Regions from separate parts of the Mus musculus genome. Here region 2 is linked to region 1. Evidence: chromatin contacts called from public HiChIP or PLAC-seq data. All regions are on one chromosome and are shown on one strand. The core of a region is the stretch at or near the end of the contact, and the rest is flanking DNA. Distances in the headings are between cores, read along the strand shown. Region 1 has its middle 12 kb from the start of Gm35995. Region 2 overlaps Gm36188 (a long non-coding RNA gene).

The links. HiChIP or PLAC-seq counts read pairs in DNA pulled down with a chosen protein or histone mark.
Region 2: an H3K27ac HiChIP or PLAC-seq map of hepatocytes shows a contact between it and region 1, with 3 times the contacts expected there. The contact joins two enhancer-like sites. A contact is called at or near these places in 1 of 15 datasets of contacts at CTCF or cohesin (the NIH/3T3 cell line), 7 of 484 Hi-C or Micro-C datasets (the G1E-ER4 cell line, the N1E-115 cell line, bone marrow-derived macrophages and 3 more), 16 of 115 datasets of contacts at active chromatin or transcription factors (embryonic basal ganglia, embryonic forebrain, embryonic hindbrain and 7 more) and 1 of 9 other capture datasets (embryonic stem cells).

Annotation. Positions count from the first base shown.
Region 1 is chr8:123,680,883-123,687,109 of GRCm38.p6, forward strand. No RefSeq gene overlaps it. Among named protein-coding and RNA genes, the nearest start is that of Gm35995, 12 kb to the right of the region's middle. Within about 2 kb of position 1,694, at least 49 of the 459 cell types and tissues checked have an H3K27ac peak or open chromatin away from gene starts, as enhancers often do. A contact at or near this core is called in hepatocytes, where this site is marked.
Region 2 is chr8:123,775,173-123,781,413 of GRCm38.p6, forward strand. All of the region lies in intron 2 of Gm36188 (a long non-coding RNA gene), which reads right to left. Among named protein-coding and RNA genes, the nearest start is that of Gm36188, 13 kb to the right of the region's middle. Within about 2 kb of position 2,294, at least 44 of the 459 cell types and tissues checked have an H3K27ac peak or open chromatin away from gene starts, as enhancers often do. A contact at or near this core is called in hepatocytes, where this site is marked.

The DNA of each region.
Region 1 (6,227 bases), core at 444-2,943:
ACGTGTGCAGAAGGATCCTGTTGCAGCGTCGTTCTTCCTGGCCAGTCGAGCACGCGCAAGAGGCGTGGCTTCTAGCACAATGTATATAGGACTCGCAGCAGGTGCCTTGGGGTGTCTTAAAATCTAATGACTGCTCACCTGTCCTCTTTGGACAAAGAACATATCCTCACTGTTCTTTATAATAATAACAATACAGGCCTCAACTTCTGTTTTTATAGCAAGGGAGGGAAGAGAGTGAGGAGAAAGGATAGAAGCTGTCACAAAGTAATTTGTGTCCCTCAAATTCGTACGTTAGAATCTTAGCTCCTAGCCTCGCAGAATGTGATCATGTTTGGAAATTTTAAGTAGTAAAGTTAAAATCAGGTCATTAGGGCGGGCCCAAATCTATTCCCACTGGTGCCTTTGTAGGAGGAAATCAGGACACAGTCACACACAGAGGGACAACCGTGTAAGGACAAAGCAAGAAAAGCAACCTGTCCTCACAGGACTGTGAGGTAGACTTCTGTGTCCACACAGCCCCACCTATAGAATCTGCAATGGCAAACCCCAGATACTACAGAGAATAAGAGACGGTTCTTGAGCAAGACTCTGGAGAAGGAAGGGGGAACGATTGTTTTGACAGGAATAGGAAAGAAATGAGAAAAGATTTGAGCTGAGCCAGACAGGAAAACTCACCACTTGAGGAAGAAAAGGGATACACCCTGAGTGCGCCATCCTTATATAGGGAACTGTGTGTATAAAAAACAGATCCATCCTGACGGTGCTAGGAGGACCCCTGGATGACAAGGAAGGACTGGTCATGGGGACCTGGATGCAAAAGATCAGGTGTAGACCAAGGAGGCTGTGGGCAGACCCAGCTGGTATAGAATGTGGGTGGAGCCATAGATCTAGGCCAAAGAGGAAGAGACAATGGAAGGTCTACATTAGGATTCCTCACAGTGGGCCAGACAGATGTCTGAGTTGGACCTTTGAGAATGTACAGGTGAGCTTTTTTTCTTTTCTTTTTGAAACATGGTCTCTTTATATGGCTTGGACTGGCTACAAAACAATCCTCCAGCCTCAGCCTGAGTGCTGGCATTTTAGATATTTGCTACATTGTGTGTCACTCTGGGCAGTGACAATCAGAGCATCAATTCATAGAACAGCTAGTCTTAGAGTCACCGAGGGGCTAGAATCCTCAAGATAGAAGCATACCACCACAAGGAAAGAGATCTGAACTGTCGCAGAAGAGAGACTGTGGGTTTAAATAACTAGAGGAGTCTGGCAGGGGCTAGCATCTTCTGGCTCAAGTCTCAGGCCATATGCATCAGAGCATCCATCACACAGATTGCCCATCCCGCCTCTGTTATAGATTACAAAGAGTCATGCCGTAGCACAGCACAGCACAGCACAGCACAGCCCTTCCACTAGGAGAGCAGACCAGAAGGATCTGGTTCTGCTAGCCAACAACTGCAGCTACAGGGCCTGCATGGCTCGCCAATGAAGGGCCACTTCTTATTCACATTATACACTCCTTGCAAGGTGAACGAACGCACTGCTCTGTGATGCTGTTGCCTCCCGGGTTCAGTTCTCCAGCAGCCATTGAACACTCACCATGACCTTGGGAAGCGAGTGCATATCCAACAAAGCTGCTCTATGTTTAAGCCCCGCCCACAGGCTCATCCCCTCCCACAGGGCTCAGCTTCACCCATAGACTCCGCCCCGCCCACGTGTCTCAGCCCCACCCACGGGGCTCCGCCCCGCCCACAGGGCCCAGGGACAGCAACCCTCCGGAGAAAGGATTCCATTGAGGCAAATGAAGGAAGATCCGGATGCCTGGCCTCAGAGAGCTACCCTCTGTGCAAGGGGCTACCTGCTAAAGTTAGGTCCGTTTCTCCCTCCCAGCCCCAGGCTCCAAGGAATAAGACTCAGACTTAAAATGTATTTACGAATACCTAGACCATACAGCTTGGTTCTTTTCCGACTAGACTTAAAACTTAAAATAACCCATTTACTTTAACCTACATTCTGCCACGTGGCTGGTTACCTGTGCTTAGGCACTGTACGTCCAACTTGTCACATCTTCCAGGGCGAATCTCCAGTACCTGACTCTATCCCAGAATTCTTTCTGCTTCCCAGATGTCCCACCTTCGAGTCTACCCTTTCCTATAGGTCACAGAACTTTTTAATCGTCAGGTGATGGATCCGTACAACACACAAGATATTCTCTCTGCAGCTACGGGGGCGGGGGGCGGGGGGCGGGGGGCGGGGGCGGGGGGGGGGGAGGGAGACGCCTGAAAGCTCCTCACAGCCACTAACTAGCCAAGGCTGCTTTCCTCTGAGTCAGTTAGGAGCAAGCTGTATAGGATGAGAGGGTGCTTGACTCAGTGGTCTTCCCCAAGTCTATGTCCTAGTCTGTCCCCAAGAAAAATAGGAAAAGCCCAGTTGAAGCACATTTTTAAAACGTCTTCCCAGGATCCCTCAAAACTGTCAAGATCACCCCCGCAAAAGCAAACGCGGCAAGTCTGAGAAATGGTCACAGACCCTAGGAAGTGAAGGTAATGGGGACCCTGAAATGTAAGAAAGACATAGGGAGCTAGTGAAGGCCAATGCTCTGTGGACTCCTTCAGCAGTGACATACCCAAGCTGTTGTTGACTTTGAACATGTGGCCTGATGTTGTAAAATATTAACATTTAGGGTAGTGGGGGTGGGGGAGTTCCAGAGGCTGTGTGCGCTCTCTCTCTTTGCTGCTTTCTGGAGAGTTTTTAAACATAAGAATTTTATTTAAATCAAGAAGGAAAAAGATCGTAGTATTTCCGCTCACAGAAGGATCCCATGGACTCAGAGCTTCTTGTCCCTAGGAGGCTAGTCCGCTCAGTCTTAACACAGCCTGACAAACGAAATCAGGCCTGTGTTTCACAGGTGAACAGAGCGGAGCTAGGAGGGACCAGGCACAGAGAATGTTCATCAACTAAAGTTAGAGGGAAGACAAAGCAAGGGGGTAGCTGAGCTCCCTTCTCAGCCCAGTGCCACCCCTAGCTCCAGCACACCTACACCTTGAGGGAGTGGGGTGCAGGAGCCCAGCATTTGTCAGCCCACCTTACTGCTTTGCTCCAGAGCCCAGGGGCTTCCTCTAGGCTCCTTTGTGGTCCTCCCGGACTAGGATTTGAACTGCTATCTATGTATCTATGTATGTATTTGTTTATCTATCTATCTATCTATCTATCTATCTATCTATCTATCTATCTATCTATCTATCTATCTATCTATGTAGCTATCTATGTAGCTATCTTACCAGAAGAGGGCATCAGATCTCATGACAGATAGTTGAAAGTGACCATGTGGTTGCTGGGAATCGAACTCAGGACCTCTGGAAGAGCAGTCAGTGCTCTTAACACACCGCTTACTCTCAGCCCAGCCCAGTGCCTGGATCATCCTAAAGTGTAAAAACTCTTCTTATGAATTGTATTCCTACCAAGTCTACCCTGGAGAGAGATTACATCTGGGGTGTGCTATAAAAGGCCACTACATCTTGATAGAAGCAAGGGGTGAGGGCAAACTGAGTATATCCAAGACTAGACCCTGTCCTTAGGGGCACTCACAGTAGGGCTGAGACTTGAGCCAGGACTCTTGGTAGACTCAGTGGGTGACATGGTGTGTTCAGTAAGGAACCCAGCTTTGCCAACTGAGAGGCTGCACTGTGGCAGAGCAGCACAGGCTGGCTCCGTCTCGGAGGGTGATTTATATAGTGTTCAAGGGTCAGGAACCAGAATCTGAAAGAGTCTGTGGTGTTCTTGTTACCGTGAGCTCCCTGGAACGAAGCAAGACCTGCCAAGATGAATGGCAGATAGGAGTGACCTCTGAGCTCCAGCACAGTAGCCGACGTTCTTCCTTAGCCCTCTACAGACCTCAGGGGCGAGTGTTCAGTAGGTTCTTTCCTCTTGTTTGATCCTCTCTTGAGTTGTTCGCTGCCTGTGTTCCTTTCTTCAGTCTGTGGCTCTCTGACCATTTCTGCCTTCAAAGAACTGGCAGCTAGGCTCTGTGCCACCCTGTGCAATGTGTGTGATGTTTACAGTGACTGACTCAGTGTGGCCAGTGGCGCGGAGACTGCCTGTCCCCTTCATTGGATCCTGCCCCTCCCCTGGCCTCCAGTGTGGCCTTGGCTGGGGTTTGGGTTTCATAGGGAAAGTTACTGGGTTGGGTTCTTTACCACAAGGATGTAGGCACTTGGTGAAAGATAGGGGGTGCCTGGATAACCGGTGACTAGGCTGGGAAACGTCCTTCCTCGATTCTCCCTGTTACCTAAACACGGCATCTTCAAGTTAGGCCCACAAACTCATCCAGCAGCCTCCTCTGTGGGAAGACATTGGGGTTTTTTTTTGTTTTTTTTGTCGTCGTTCCCCCCCCCCCCCCCCCCGTGAGCGACTGAGAGCCAACCATGGCTGATCTAGCACCTCACTCCCCAATGAAGGTTTTTTTTATAGTATCTGTGGGATCCCTTGCGACTGAGCACAACGGTCAGGCTCAGAGTGGGATGTGAAGGTGACAAGAAGATGGGCATTCGGCTGGTAAATCTCAAACACCTCATTTCCCCTGCAGTTTGATTCTGCTTTGCTTCTGAAAACATTAGCATATGCAATTCAATTTGCTGTTCCTCCTCTTTAGATGAGAAGTTAATGAATTTCATTGCTGTTTGATCTGGCCACAGGCTATTTCATTATCTAAATACAGCTCCCATTAGTTTTAGTGGCCTGGAGATTATAGCAGACACAGACTAGCGCCCGCCATTAAAATGGACCGTTCCCACCCATTGGCTTCAGCTTCTGTTTCTCTAGAGAGGCCACATGGCCCTGACAGGTCTCACCCTGACTAGACCATGTCATCATTGCCAGGCTGTTTGAGGATAAGCAAGGACATTTCCTTGTGGGAGGCTCCCAGGACTTCTAAGAGCTGAGCCTTCAGACAAAACCATCAGGGGTCTGGGGAATCCAACAGGACGCAATGGATGGATGAGCCCGTTCCCCTGACATTTGTTTTGCATAAAGGCAAGATTTTCAGAGCCATTATACAACTACATTTAAAATGCAAGCCATTCTTTGCCCCTGCTGGTAGCTGTAAGACAAATGGAAGAAATAATTGCTCTAGTAGGCATATGAATTATGTGCTGAAACTTAATTTGATTACTGCTTTATAAAACATTTGAAATAAGGGCCGGTGGGAGAGGTCAGCAGGCAAAGGTGCCTGCTACAGAGCCTGACAACCTGAGTTTGATCAGAACTCACATAGTGGACAAGACCTGAATCCTGAAAGTCGTCCTCTGCTCTACACACACACACACACACACACACACACATACACACACTCACACACTCACACATATACACACATACACACACATGCACACACACATGTACACACACATGCACACACTCACACATACACATGTACACACACATACACACACTCATACACGTACACACACATAAACACACTCATACACATACACACACGCACACACACATACATGCATACACACTCACACACATACACACACTCACACATGTATGCACACACACACTCACACATACACACATATACATTCACACACACACACTCACACATACATGCATACACTCACACATACACACTCACACATGTACACACACATAGACTCACACACATACACACACACTCACACATACACACACATGCACACAATGTACACACACACTCACACACACATTCATACACACATACACACACACACTCACACATACATGCATACACACTCACACACATATACACACTCACACACTCACACATGTACATACACACACACACATATGCACATGCACGCGCGCACACACACACTGGCAAATTTAAAAAGGATTTGAATGATAGATATTAGCAATGTGGATTGCTCTTATTAAAACATAATGTGGAACAAAATAATCCAGGCCGAGAAGATACCTACTGTGTGATTCTCTTTGCATAATAATTTCCTAAATATACCATGGGCACAACTGCATTGTGTGGTAGAAGGTGAGACAGGACAGAGATGGGAGAGAAGGGAGTCAGACCTGGCACGTGAAAGCAGGTTCTGGGTGGAGTCATGATGAACTGTATACAGTTTTGAATAAATAATGTGTATCTTTAGCATTAAATTTAAGTGAACAAATAAATAAGTGAATGCACACATATGTTAATACACACACATACACATAAATACACACACATACACAAACAT
Region 2 (6,241 bases), core at 1,044-3,543, 95 kb after region 1:
ATTCATGTCCTAAAAACTAGGAACTGGGTGTGTGGGTTCTGGGGGATATAATTCAGCCAGATGTTGTGCCAGATGTTGCAGCTGTTGTACCCAGTGATTTGATGCCACTCTGACATGTCAGGAGCTGACCAGCAGCCATGTGGCTACTCTGTGCCCCTGCTCACACAGCTGTGCACACCGCTGATCATGAGCACTGATGTTGGACCAGCATGACCTGACTCTGGCTGGGCCTCTTGTTTGGGATAGACACTTTGTGAGCCTTGCCCTCCCAACACCTCCATTTATTTGTGTGTGAAGTCACCATGACATCCTCTGTCCTTGTCCCAAGGAGATCTGGACCAGGGTGGGTATGCCAACACCTATGTTCTCTCTCTAGGTGGAGCTCCAGGCCTGGCTGCGATGCACGGGGACCCCTACCATGTCCCACGAGACAGTTCACTCACTGTCCTCAGAAGAGGTTGCCTAAGGATTTCAAGCTCTTGGGCAGAGCACGCATCTGTCCGGATCCCCTAATGTTCCAGAAATCAGGCTCATGCCAGAATGGCTCTTGGCTTGAGGGGGTGCCTGTAGACTCTGGTCCCTCCTCTTTGTCCTTGGTCCCTCCCTGGACTCTGCCTCAGCAGCCACAGCCACCTCAGGGGACTGCCTTTGCTCTGCCAGAAACTCCTGAAATTTTCAAACAGGGCATCTAAGGGCTCTCCTGAAGCCTTATCTATGCCCTACAGAATAGCCTCCAGTCACACAGTGCCTCCCTTGTTGTGACCTCGGGCCCCTGGTACTTCTCCCCCCACCCCCACTTTCCTCACCTGGGCACAGAGCTCCAGCCATATTCCATCTGTCAACTGTCCTGTCATCCCAGTGGCATTTGTGCTGGCAATGTCCTTTGGGAAAGGACAGATAGCTTGGGGCTATACTGGTGACCTTGTGCAGAGTGGGGCATCCTGGGTCCATTCCATCTGTGCCCTTGATCTAAACGTGGGAATAGGGGGTCTAAGAACACATGAGGACCACATGTCATCTGTAAAGATGGGGTCCTGGGTCCTGTTCTGTGAGGGGCAGGGCCTCCCACTTCCCAACACACAGGGAAGTCCTTCAACTCACGTCTTTGGAAAGTAACACAATCAGGCAGACAGAAATGAATTCACACCACACATCTTAGTTAGGGTTTCTACTGTTGTGATAAAATACCATCGATCAAAGTCAACACGGGGATGAGTCTATTTAGCTTTCAGCTTTCAGCTGGGGGATGTCGGAAACTTCAGGCTACTGAGAAACTGACTTCTCCGTGATCAGCTTGTATAATTGGGGGAAACAATAGGTATTTGAACCTTTGGGCTGAGTAGAGGGATGAATGTACATCATTGGTCCGGGCCAGGGTGCTAGGGACACCTCATTTGCATAAGGAGGAATTCCAGGTTCTGCTGGACATGACCTTATAAGGGGAAAGGAAGTTTAACCTGGCTACCAGACTACCTAACCTCCCCTGGTGGAGCAAAGTTGTGGGCATAAGTCTACAGGGACATGCAGGCCCAGGGCAGGGGACGGGGGAAGGGGACACAGTCCGATTCCTGATGGTCTCCAAACAGGATTTCCAGAGTTTGGACATGCCTTGACCCCACTCTTGATCCAGGCCTGCTCCCCACAGCTCCACACAGCTCCTCTGGCCCCACAGAACACAGTTCATCATTGAAGGAAATCAGTGCAGAAACTCAGGGCAGGTATCTGGAGGCAAGAACTGAGTGAGGCAGAGGCAATGGAGGAGTGCTGCCTACCAGAGGAGGGTTGCTCTTCATAGCTTGTTCAGTCTGAGTTCTTAGAGCACCTAGGACCAGCACCCCAGGGGTGGTGCCCATGATGAGCTGGGACCTCCACATCAATCGTTGATCAAGAAAGTGCATACAAGCTAGCCTTTTCTGGTGGGAGCGTTTTTTCTCAGTTGAGATTCCTGCTCCCCAAATGTCTCTAGCTTCTGTCAAATTTAGACAGAAAGACAGACAGCTACAGGTGAACATCACCTCAACTTGAGCAGGTACAAAGCTGCAGGGTGAGCTTGTTGATTGTTTCAATCCCGGGCCACATTCAGAGGCTGGACCTGTGTGTCCTTTGTTACCAGGGTCTGTCCTACCTCTCTGTCATTCCACGCTGATGCAAATCAGCCCAGGTTACATACAGTTTCTGATATCGATTGATTCAGCCCAGGTTACAGTTTCCGGTACCAATTGACCCAGCTACCTCACAGTGCCTCCAGGACAGGCTAAGGGCCAGCAGCTGAATCCAGTAAACAGAAATGTAAGAGCTTGGGGGTGGGGGAAGGCGGGGAGCCAGTGGCAGCCAGCGCTGGGACACAGCAGGCAGGACAGGCTTCTTGAGCCAAGGCCAAAGCACAGCAAAGGGGCTCAGTTCTTAGCAGATCTGCACAGGGTGAAAGGCCTCTCAGGAGGGACAATAGCTCATCTGACTTGGCGTGGAAACTCTGTTGTTTCTTTTCCCAATTCGGGGAAATCCCAAGCCGGATTTGCCCATTCTGTTTGCACAAGACAGAGCTACCTTCTCCAAAAGGGCTGCAGGCTGTGTTCATGGAGAGAAAGCCTCAGCCCGGAGACATAAAATTGCTGCAACTGGCACCTAGTCCCAGCTGCCATTTCCTTCTGATTAGACCACTGAAAGTCTTTGTGAAGGAAAAGCTAAGAAAGAGGCTTCATGGGGAGAAATGGCCCAAGAAACTAGAAGGTCAGGCAGAGACTAAGAAAGGAGCTCCAAACTGGGGCCCAGTGACAGCCAGCGAGGGCACACCAAGAAGGGCGTGGCTGCACTAAAATGAAAAGTGCAGTCTGAGCTGCACAGTTCCTGCACACACACACACACACACACACACACACCACGTATACTCTACATTTGCACATCTACTATACACCCTGAATTCTACTGAAGGCTGTGTGGCCTCCAGATAGCCATCAAAGACCCTGTCCCTGGGTCTCCACCATAGTGCAAGATCCCACTCCGATGTGGCACTTGTCAGAAAACTGAGCTCCTCCAAATGCCAGCTGCAGTCCAACAGAAGCAGCTCAGGAACCGCCACCTCTAATCCACTGCACCTCAAGAGACCTGGAGCCGGGCTCTCCAGACCACCCGGCCATTCCTACCCACGGATGCCTGGTCCACAGGGACTGTGAGTGGCGCCAGTGTCAGCCACTGTATTGTGAGATAATTTGCCACATAGTGATGGTCAGGAAGTACAAATGTAGATCATACTCAAAGCCAGGATGGAGGCCAGGATGGAGGCTGCAGGGTTAAAGAGAACGTATATAACACTGTTTCCCAAATGTTCTTGTTATGCAACACTTTTCAAAGAGCCCAGGGGTCATCGGAAAGCAGAGAATACAACCTCCTTCCGAGGGACACCACCTCCACTGCTACTTATAGCTAGGTCATCTTCAAAAGGTCGCCAGTCCAGGTAACATCATCTGCTTACCTTGATTGACGACAGGTCCTGGTCCCAGTGGGGCCCTGGCAGAGGTCCCTCCCTCTTCTCCATCAGTACAGCCTCAATCCTACCTGAGGCCAGCTCCCTAGGGTGCATCGAGGAATGAAGTGTGGGGGTCTACCTGCCAGGAGAGCTTCCCTAGGACGTAGACATTTTGAGTGTGTGTGCTTTCAGAGCTATCTCCTGTTAGCAATATGGATTTTAGAGCCTCATACTCAAGATCTACTAAGTGTGTGTGTGTGTGTGTGTGTGTGTGTGTGTGTGTCTATGTGTGTACATGTACAGGTGTGTGTGTGTGTGTGTGTGTGTGTACATGTGCAGGTGTGTGTGTGTGTGTGTGTACATGTGCAGGTGTGTGTGTGTACATGTGCAGGTGTGTGTGTGTGTGTGTGTAGGTGTAGATATGAGGTGAGGGGGAGATGTGGGTGTGGCCAGAGGACAATGGTGGCTGTTGTTTTTCAGGCATCAACCACCTTGTTTCTCTGAGCAAGGGTTCCTCACTGGCCCGGAACTTGACAAGTAGTCTATAATGGCTCACAGGGTAGCCCCAAAATTCTCCTATCTCCATTTCCACAACACTGGGATTACAAACCCATGACCCCCACTCCTGGTTTTTGTTGTTTGTTTGTTTTTTTAATGTGGATTCTGAGGATTGAATTACTCACTGGGCATTTCCCTCTGCCCCCTCCCCATGTAATTACGTGCTAGTCACAATCTACATTTCACTAGTGGGTGACGACTTTGGGTTGTCACCAGTGCTGAGCGCCTTCCCAAATGCCCACTTGCTCCTCCCGAGAACATTGAGCGGACACTGGGAAATGCCCAGACACAGAAGCTGAGGGCAGAGAGGGCGCTAAGGGCATGGCTGAGGCTAGAGTTGCTCCCTAGGTCCTCAAAGCCTCCAGCCAGTGGGTAAAGAACATCCCTGAGGATGCAGGCTGTGCTCACAGGGAGAGTCAACCCCACATAGTCCACCTGCTACAGACACTGGTCCTGTCAGCAGGGTGGTCTCAGTGTATGAGGCTGGTCAGAAATGTTCTGAGGTCATGGCTCTGAATGATCCACCCAGGCCTGGGGAAAGCCAGAGAAGCCAGTGAGGCATAAGAAAGCCTTGAGAAGCCAGGTGGCACACACCTTTAGTTCCAGCATTTGGGAGGCAGAGGCAGGCGGATTTCTGAGTTCGAGGCCAGCCTGGTCTCAGAGTGAGTTCCAGGAAAGCCAGGGCTACACAGAGAAACCCTGTCTCGGAAAAAAAAAAAAAAAATCCTTGAGAACCATGCTGCCTTTCGGTCCCCACTGGTGGAGCTCGTGACTGGAGTTCTGGAAGCCGTGAGCCATTGGAAGTATACATACTTTCACAGCAGAGAGACATTCTGTGAAGTGAAAACTAGAGGCCTGTCAATCAGACACTGAAAGACCTGCTGAAAGCACAGAGTGATCGCACACAGGTGAAGGGTTCATAATTCCTCCCATTCCCAACCCACCCACGACAGAAGGGGTGTGTGGGTACCTGTGCCAAGTATATGCCACGTGTGTGAGTGCATTAATATGTCCCTGCATGTGGTGTGTGTGTCCCTGTACACACACATTTGATGAATTTGTGTTTGTATGCATATCGTCTATAGACTGACTGTGCTCTGTGTGGAATGTTTAATAAAATGTGTGTACACTTGTGTGCATTTTGTGTGTTCGCGCTTGTGTGCTGGTGGATGTTTGAATACGTCTGCCTGTGTGTTTGTGTAGACACCCCTATGTATACAATCATGTCTCCGTGTGTATATATTTGTGTGCCTTTGTGTGATGGTGTGCGAGCTGGCTAGGATTTTTTGTTTCGTTTTGTTTTGGTTTTTTTTTTTGTCAAGTTGACACAAGCTAGAGTTAGCTGAAAGGAGGGAACCTCAGTTGAGAAAATGCTTTCATAGGATCCAGCTGTAAGGCATTTTCTTAATTGGTAATTGATGGGGGAGGGCCCAGCCCTATGGTAGGCGGAGCCATCCCTGGGCTGGTGGCCCTGGGTTCTATAAGATGCAGGCTGAGTAAGCCAGGAGAAGCAAGCCAGTAAGCAGCAGCCCTCCATGGCCTCTGCATCAGCTCCCGCCTCCAGGTTCCTCCCTGTTTGAGTTCCTGCCCTGACTTCCTCCACTGATGGATGATGATGTAGAAGTGGAAGTCAAACACACCCTTTCCTTCCCAACTTGGTTTTGGTCATGATGTTTTGTCACAGCTATAGAAATCCTAATTAAAACGGTGTGTATTCACATTTGGAAGAGGAATGCTTGGCCTCCCTCCTACCGCAGCCCAAACGATGGGATCGCTGCACAGGGCAGGGGGCATTCTCCTCAGGCCCAGCTGCCCTCACTATCAATCAGGAAGTGGGGTCCTTTGAACTTTCAAAGGCTGGAATAAAGCCTGGGAAATGTCTGTATGCACAGAAGCCAAGAAGGGTCACCGCAAGATGAAGTGTGCTGTAGCTGTCCACTCTGGTCCCTCTGCCTTTCAGAACCAATGTCCTGGCTCTAGGGTGGTTCTTCTCCCGCCACACCAACTCTGTCCCATAGAGTCTGGGCCTGACTGTGGCCACTGGACTCTACGTTACTGAGAAGTTCGATGTTGCAGAGGTCCTGCACCAGATGCTAATTACAAGTAGGAGCTGGAGAAGACAGATGCACACTGATCAGTGCAGTCAGCAGGTGTGGCCTTGGCTTGATGTGCCCCGTGTCCTACATCTGTCACACCTGCTGGGCTGTGGGGCCCTGT